Regions from separate parts of the Zea mays genome. Here all the other regions are linked to region 3. The links are chromatin contacts, called in public Hi-C maps. All regions are on one chromosome and are shown on one strand. The core of a region is the stretch at or near the end of the contact, and the rest is flanking DNA. Distances in the headings are between cores, read along the strand shown. Region 1 has its middle 15 kb from the start of LOC109944867. Region 2 holds the start of LOC103650913 (U-box domain-containing protein 4). Region 3 holds the start of LOC100275396.

The links. Hi-C and Micro-C count contacts between places; a contact is called where the count stands out from the background.
Region 1: a Hi-C map of ear shows a contact between it and region 3, with 1.8 times the contacts expected there. The contact joins the enhancer-like site here to the promoter of LOC100275396 in region 3. A contact is called at or near these places in 3 of 25 Hi-C or Micro-C datasets (ear, leaf and an unstated tissue).
Region 2: a Hi-C map of leaf shows a contact between it and region 3, with 8 times the contacts expected there. The contact joins the promoter of LOC103650913 here to the promoter of LOC100275396 in region 3. A contact is called at or near these places in 2 of 25 Hi-C or Micro-C datasets (ear and leaf).

The regions. Positions count from the first base shown.
Region 1 is chr3:175,343,907-175,346,606 of Zm-B73-REFERENCE-NAM-5.0, forward strand. No RefSeq gene overlaps it. Among protein-coding and RNA genes, the nearest start is that of LOC109944867, 15 kb to the right of the region's middle. Within about 2 kb of position 1,280, at least 2 of the 20 cell types and tissues checked have an H3K27ac peak or open chromatin away from gene starts, as enhancers often do.
Region 2 is chr3:175,412,574-175,415,273 of Zm-B73-REFERENCE-NAM-5.0, forward strand. It overlaps LOC103650913 (U-box domain-containing protein 4), which reads right to left and starts at 1,392. Exons shown (of 5, transcript XM_008676506.4): 1 at 976-1,392; 2 at 1-256. The coding sequence starts at 252.
Region 3 is chr3:175,181,414-175,184,113 of Zm-B73-REFERENCE-NAM-5.0, forward strand. LOC100275396 reads left to right here and starts at 1,325. Exons shown (of 2, transcript NM_001320082.1): 1 at 1,325-2,056. The coding sequence starts at 1,463.

The sequences.
Region 1 (2,700 bases), core at 30-2,529, 160 kb after region 3:
AATATTGCTATAGTACATCCTTCCACTCAGCGCTGCAGACTACACCATTCAAATTGGTATACGGACGTGAGCCTCCGGCACTGGTACCATACCAACAGGGCACGACGCAATCCCAAACCGTGGAAGACCTGCTACAAGACCGAGACAATTTCCTGGCAGAGGTGCGGGACCGTCTTCTTCAAGCACAGCAGCATGCCAAGCGTTGGTATGACAACCATCACCGAGAAGTGACTTTTGAGGTAGGAGACTGGGTCTGGCTTCGACTCCTACATAGGCCAATGCGCTCCCTGGTTGACAAAGCACACAGCAAGCTGGCACCAAAGTATGCAGGTCCTTTCCAAGTTCTGGAACGAGTCGGGTTAGTAGCCTACAGACTTCAGCTCCCAGCCGGCGCTCGTTTTTTTCGAACACGCAGGAGAGCTGCGTATCATTGAATTTAGAAGAAGGGTCTAAAATTAGACCAAATACAAACACAACAGAAAAAAGAAATAAAGAAGAAAAAAAAGAAGAAAGAAAGAAAAATAAACAAGGCCTACTGGACTCTCTACTAGAGCCCTACAAGACACCTGGAATGGGAGCTCGTTTACATGATGTTTTTCATGTGGGACTCTTAAAGGCATTTCACGGCACTCCGCCAACAGAGATTCCACAATTGCCCCCAACAGCACAGGGGCACTTATTGCCAGTACCAGACAAGGTCCTACAGGCCAGTCTTCGGCGAGGCATTTGGCATGTTATCGTCCAGTGGGGAGGCATGACTACCGAGCAGGCTACATGGGAACCACTGCAGAAGTTCAAGGACCAGTACCCAGATCATCAGCTCGAGGACGAGTTGTTCTTGAAGGCGGGGAGAGATGTTATGGTCGGGTAGACATACAAGAGAAGGGATAAGGATGGCGAGTCCTAGGCCGCCTGAAGGGATAAGTCTGCTATAGGGGAGTTTGTTAAGATAGGGATTCAAGCTGTTTAGATTAGCCTATTTGTTAGGAGATTTCAGTTGGTTCAAGCTGTTTAGATCAGCCTATTTGTTAGGAGATTTCAGTTGGCTATAGGCCTATATAAGTAGGACTTTTGTAATCTGCCAGATAGGCAAGAAGTAATAAAGATATTATTGCTCCCTGCCCCTTGTTCACCTACCAGCCTCTCCTCTCGGGCAGCCACGGCGCCTGGACCATCTTCCAGGCGACGAGCCACCACGCCCCGCCCTCCAGTTTCCCACCAATACAACCTGCGCAGTACCGCCTGTACCACACTGGCACTTGACAATAGCCACGAGGAGACTTGACTCGAAGATGACGGGATTGGCGGGATTCTGCCAGTTGCCAGCTGTTGGCATCCACAAATCGATTTGCAAACGAAACTCTGTACCTTTTGCGGACGAGCGAGTTTTTTGCCCTGAAAGGCCTTCGATGGTTAAGCTGCACCCTTTGCTGCCGAGGAAGCAGGTGCTGGAACAGACAAAACAACGTCATGGAGGTAGCCCGGACTGGTACCATGCCACCGATCAAACTTGGTCCTACCTTAAGGGGTCGACGCCTTTGGTGGGCCAGCGTCTACGGTGGGGACTGAGGTGGTCGCCAATCCCAGGACAGGAGGTCGGTGCAGGGCTGGGAAAGGTGGTCGCTGGCGTCGGAGTGTCCGCTGGTCGTTGGCTGAGGGGAAACGAGGCGTCGGGGAGAGGTGGGTGGGTGGGAGGGAGGGAGAGGTGGTTAGTTGTATGCTCTCTTACACTGATAGCTTCTTCACGAGTGTTGCGTAGATCAATTAGGATTTTTCCCAGCAGTATGCAACATGGAACATAAATACAACTAGCATTTCAATGCCTCCAATAAAAACTTGTAAACAATAACTATCCAACTTCTTTTGTCTGACAACACATCAAACTAACCAGGACTTAAATAGTTGCACATAATAAGCATTTTGCACCTGACATATATGATCATGGATGGAATGTCTGTTTTAACCTCTTTTATGAAATGTCTTTTTAGCTTCTGGACTCTTGAAATCTATTATAATTCATTCGTGGTCCTATTTTTGGCTTTGTACAGATTGGCACACATGTGTCCATTGCAGAGGACGTTCTGATTATCAGTGCCTGTGCTGTCCATTTTACTCGGTTTGCTCTGCCTGCCTTGGAAAACTAGAATTTGTGCAACTGAGAAAGCAAAATAAGGGATTCTGCAGCAGCTGCTTGAACCTGGCTATTGCGATTGAGAAGGATGATCCTCATGTGGTAACTGCATGCATATACCCAACTTCTGTTATGAATCATGATATTGTTCTCAAATGCATTGGAGGCTGGATGCCAGTCCATTAAAGAAGAAAAAAAATCCATGTATAATCCACACAGTAAGACATATGTCTGACACCCATGGCTCTCCTGCATTTACTGCTCATTACGTCTCTCAAGCATTTCTCTATTCTTAAATTATTGACGGGTTGTACTGAATGGTGTAGGAGCTCATACACAATGTCATCAAACAAGCTTTACGTCATCTTATTTTTCATCTTACTTGCCGGCTTCTCTTGCTCATGGACAAACCACAACCTGTAAGGTAGTAACAGCTAGCTAGGTGTAGCATGAGCATATATATGGAATCCCCCCCCCCCCCCCCTGTTGCTCTGCCACTGATCACACACCCACAACACTCATAAAAGAAGAACGCCACAGTCTAAGTGGATAAAACAGCCCAGATTCCT
Region 2 (2,700 bases), core at 142-2,641, 230 kb after region 3:
GCTCATCATCAAATCCCAGCTTCCAACTAGCTTTATCGCATCATTGATAGTAGCAGCTAGTCCCTCAAGCATCCTATCATCTAGACTAATCTGGGGGATAACTTCATCCAGGACCAGCTTCAAAAGACCCAGGATTTCATTGATCTTCCGGCAGTATCTCTTAACTAGCTCAGTTTCTACCACACTGCTGGTAGACAGCGTGCGGAAGTTTGAAATACTGCTGATTACTGACATTGGCACTGACTCCTCCATTGACCTGTATGAAGATTGAAGACTCTATTTTAGCTGTAGAACTTACCAAAGCCAAAAAAAAAAAACAAATTGTGGTACAGCTTAAAGAAATTTCAGACGCCATTTATGGGTCTTACTCCACTTAAGGAAACATAGACAGTCAAATATACAAGCACATCCCATAAAGTGATCGCCAGTATAGCCTATCGAATGTATTTGACCTTAAATCGCGCATACAGAGTACTTTCGTTCCTATCTCTTGGAATGTGGAAACTTGGGCATGAGAACAACGAATTATCATACTCAACGCATGCAAAAGCTGACGATCAGAAACTCCACTTAGCCCAAAGAGTACTCTTCCCATAGTAAGCTCACTAAATCCAATTACCCCCTAAGCCTTAAATCTGTCGTAATCACAGGGCCTCTAGCCGAGCGGAAACACAGGATCACCTGAAACACCTACTGCTACTCCCGATCCCAACCTCAGAGCGCGCCGTGCGTGCACGTGTGCGAGGTTTACGCACCTTGCGCACCAAATCAAGCTCCCACCCCCCCTGTAATCGCAGCACTTGAACAAGCACCTAAATCACAAATGCTGAAGGAACTGCACGGGACGATGCCAAAGCCCAAAGCAATCAAACGCGCGTGATGATGATTACGATACACGGGAGCCGAGAAACGCTACAAGCGAAGAAAGCAAGTCATTCCAGCGAGGAGAGAGAGAGAGAGAGGCGGGCTTTGTACCTCCGGGAACTACAATGGCGGTCGCCGCCGTGAGCTCCACGCGGGTCGCGAGGCTGAGACGCCGAGGCGAGGACGAAGACCGTGGGGCCTGAGGGTGCCTAGAGGAGTGTGAACACGAGGGGGAGGCGGCAGCGACCAGCGCGACGAAGGGGAGAGGACGGACGGAGTGGTTGAAAGTGGAGCTGGATGGTGCAAGTCCGTGGTGGTCCGGGTGCTTTCTTTTACTGACTGGTGGGGCCAACTGGAGGGGAATGGCGGGTCTCCGCTAGACCCGATGCACCGACGCCCATAAGGTCCGTCTGCAACTGCTCCCAGAGTCCCGTGGGCCCCGCAGCTGATCGCTGATTCCCGGCGCTGCTGGGTTTGCTTGTACCAGACTGCACGGACTGGGAGGCGGGGCGCGGTTTTTTTTTCTCTTGGAGTGGGCCCCACATGGCGTGTTTTTTATTCGCCACTCCGCGTGTACGGACGGACTGGTGTTCTTACTGGCTCACGGTCAAGGGAGCCGTGAAGGAGAATAACGCCAGACCAACTCCAGCAAAGCACACCTCCGTATCCGTATTTGGCACGTAGTTGCGTGCCGAGTTTGGAGTTACGTGTTCAAATAATGCATAACATCATTTATACAAAAAATATTCTTATTACAATAATATGTTTGATAATATAAGAACAGATTACGTACATATCTACTTTAAAATATTAAATTTGTTCTAACAATTCAATTATCCATTTTCATCCCTACACCCAATAGTAATCCAGAGATTAAAACAACGTACAGAACAATGACAGTATCCATTTTCATCCCTACACCCAATAGTAATCCAAAGATTAAAACAACGTACAGAACAATGACCGAATGCAACCTACTTTTTGAAAAGAGACTAACTGGAACCACAAATGTATCGGAAACCGGTGTTTTTGTCCTCGTCCTACAGTCTAATTGTGAGTTTATCTTCTTTTTTTTCTAACTTCATAATTTTGTCCTGGCTATTTTAGAAGAAGCAACCCACACACCCCTGATTCGGATGTATGTTAAATAAGCATAGAACAAATGAATTAAGAAAACTGTAAAAATGAAGGGAAAACAACCAGATTGCCCTTTATCAAACTTATTATAGATGCAAGGTTGAGTAAGTTACCAATAACACCAACCAGACTAGCAAGTAGCAACCTTTGTCAGAGTCAACAATGGTGAATACAAAAGGCAAAACCCCAAAAGTCTTCTTCCTAATTCCTGCTAGCTTTCAGAACAGAGAAAAATTATAAATCATACCAGCACGGCTGCTCCATCTTCAATTGTGTTCTTAACTGATCTTAGACCATCACGGACAGCATCCTTGGTTTGTGCAATGGTATGGTCATTAGGTCCTGAATATGTCAAACGATAATCAATTCACAGCTCAATTAGGGTGTCAGAGAAGACGATGTTGTTTCTTAAGAATAAACAACCTTTAATTAGTATAGTACAAGAGTGAGGATTTTTCACATTCTCCACAAATGTGTACTTTTCTTCTCCAAGAACATGATCATAGACAAGACCAGCCCAACCAAGACAACGTTCAGTCAAGTCATCAACTGAATTGACTGCTTCACCACCACATGCTAGCACAAGCCTCTCCATATTTCTCCTCTTTGCTCTTCGAAGAGCAATGATCTGTAAATCATTTCAGGCCGCACACCTAAAATAGTAAAATACTAACATGGATTTAACAAACAGATCATGCT
Region 3 (2,700 bases), core at 75-2,574:
AGACGCAGCCCGTGTAAAATTACATTAATGCCCTTTACTTTTATCAATAACTCTATAGTAATTCTTCGAGGTCTAATTTGGCTTTTCATCTTTAAGTTGGTTCCCTTTTTCTGCTGTCATGCCGAAGCTTTTCTGCATATAGCTTCGTGATCGTCTCAACCTTCGTCATGATCGCCTTCCATCCCAGTCAAGCTTCGTCTTGACCATGCTCTTGTTTACCCGTAACCTGATTCCGAAGATGTCTACTCGCATACTTGGAAAACATTGTCAAATCATGTTTTTGAGGACCTTCGGAAGCCGAAGGCTCCCTACAGCCAGCTAATGAACAAATTATTAGATGTGAAGTAGCTAACAATTAGCTTGAGAATATTTGGAACCCAACAACTAATTTTTAATATCTAACTATTAGTTCTAGAGGTTCCATACATAACCTTATGTAATGTTTCAATATAGTAGAGTTAATAGTTAGCTACTAAAATTAGTTAAAACATATAAAATAGCTAATTATTTGTTAGAGCAACTTGTTGGCAATAATCTCGACATGAGAAGTCCGATTTAGAAATTCGAGGCTACATATAGAATCCAATAGGCTCTTCTCGTTTTTCATTTTTCCTTCAACGCTATTTCGGTGTTCTTGCTTGGCATGCCTGTTTCGCGCACGTGCCTTCACTCCCGCCGCCACAAGACCACACCTGCTGGAGGCCGAAGATTTTTTTTTCTTGTGTTTTTCCTACCATCACGTCATGTAGCTCGCCTCTGAGTACCATGAACACCGCTGAGCAACAGGAGATCATATGCTAGCCTCAAATTATCCAGACGTCTGCTAATGCGTGCTTTCCGGCTAGTGGACATAGGCTATCCCTGCTTGCTTTGTTCGGCGACCAGCAACAGCATCAGCTAGCAACAAAATGTTGGGCGGCGCCGGAGGCAGCATCGACCGGCAAGAAAAAAAATCATGCGTGGTGCTGAAAGCCTCTACAATCTAAAGAATACTATTGACGTGGCATTTTTTTTAATATGGAGACTCTGAATTTTAGAGTGTTGGAGTAGCCAACTCTTTTATGCGTGAAATCTGGCTAATCTAGCTAATTCTTTTAACTAATCTCTTGTAGATGCTCTAGCTAATTCCTATAGCAATTTTTAGTTAACTATTAGCTTAGTACATTTAAACACCGTTAAGATGAAATAAGTAACTATAAAATTGGCCCGTTTACTGACGACCACTGAATCACCGATGATGCACTATATTGAGATGACTCGTGGCATTACACGAATCGAATTCCCTCCGAACGCTGAACTCCAAGCAACCGCAAAATAACCACCGTTTCCTTGCAGCCCGCGAATCTTCGTCTCCCTTCCCCACCCGACACGGCACACCACTCTCCCTCCCTCCTTCCCTTCCCCTCCCCTCCCTTTTTTCCCTCCGAATCCCGCTCGCGAACCCTAGCCAGCCTTCCGCGAGATGGACGACGACTGGGAGCTCCTCCTCGCGTCCCCCAAGGCGGCCTCGGCGGCCGAGCCGTACGCCGGAGGCGGGGAGGACGACGCCGGCGCCATCAAGCACGACTACTTCGACCTCGGCTCCGACGCCAAGTACCCCCGGAGGGCGTCGCTGTCTACGGGGGACGAGGAGGAGGGCGCGGAGGAGGGGCTTCTCAGGGCGTCGGACAACGCGAGCTGGGTGGAGCCGGACCCTGACGACCTTCTCTTCCCCGGCCGCGACCGCGCGGCGCTATGGTCGGACTCGTCCTCCGACGGGGAGAGGCCCGAGGTCGAGGCCACCGATCCCGTGGGGCGGGCCAGGGAGGAGGGCGGGGTGATGGCGGCCGCGGCTGATGGGGTGGAGGGGGCCGTGGCGAAGGGAGGAGAACACGTCCGGTGGTGGAAGCTGCCGCTCGACGCGCTGCGTGTTTGGGCGATGCGCGCGGCGAGGAGCGCCTGTTCGGTGCCGTTCGCCGTCGCGCTGCTCGGATTCGCTGTGCTCGGGCGCCGGCTGTACAGGATGCGCCGCCAGAGCAAAGCCGCCGCGCGCGTCCGCCTCGTATTCGACGAAAAGGTGACGCCTTTCCATCCTCTTCCCTTCCCTGCCTCTGACTTTGTGGAATTTGCCTTCTACACACGCCGGTTTTTCCTGAGTCGCTTGTAGAAACTGATACATACTGAGCTTACCCGTAAGGCCAGCTCCAACAATGCCCCCATAACTCCCCCACCCTAGGTAGGGTGCGTTTTGGGGTGAAAATCCCCTCCAACGATGCTCCCACAGCTCACCCAATACCCCATATGGGGGAGAGAGGCAGCTCCCTATATAAAATGGGGTGAGTTCAATCTCCCCCATACTTTAATTACCCCATTTCTTTGTGATATTAACCTTTTTTAAGTATCATAACCTGATAATAATGTGTATTATAGTAGTACAAATAGTCTATGATTTTTTGAAATTTTGAAAACTGATAAAAATGTTAAATAACTGAATTATAGTATATAGGGAGTTGGATATAGTGAATGGTTGGAAATGTCCTGGATATGGGGGAATATTTTATGGGGTAACATAGTAAAGTATAATAGAAAGTACAGATAGGCGGGGAAATGTGGGAAGAATGGTTGAAGATGGTCTAAGGCCATAACTAGTTGGGACACTTTTTTTTTGCCATCCTTAGGGATGGCACCAAATCACCACTCACTGATCCGTAAGTTTGGCAA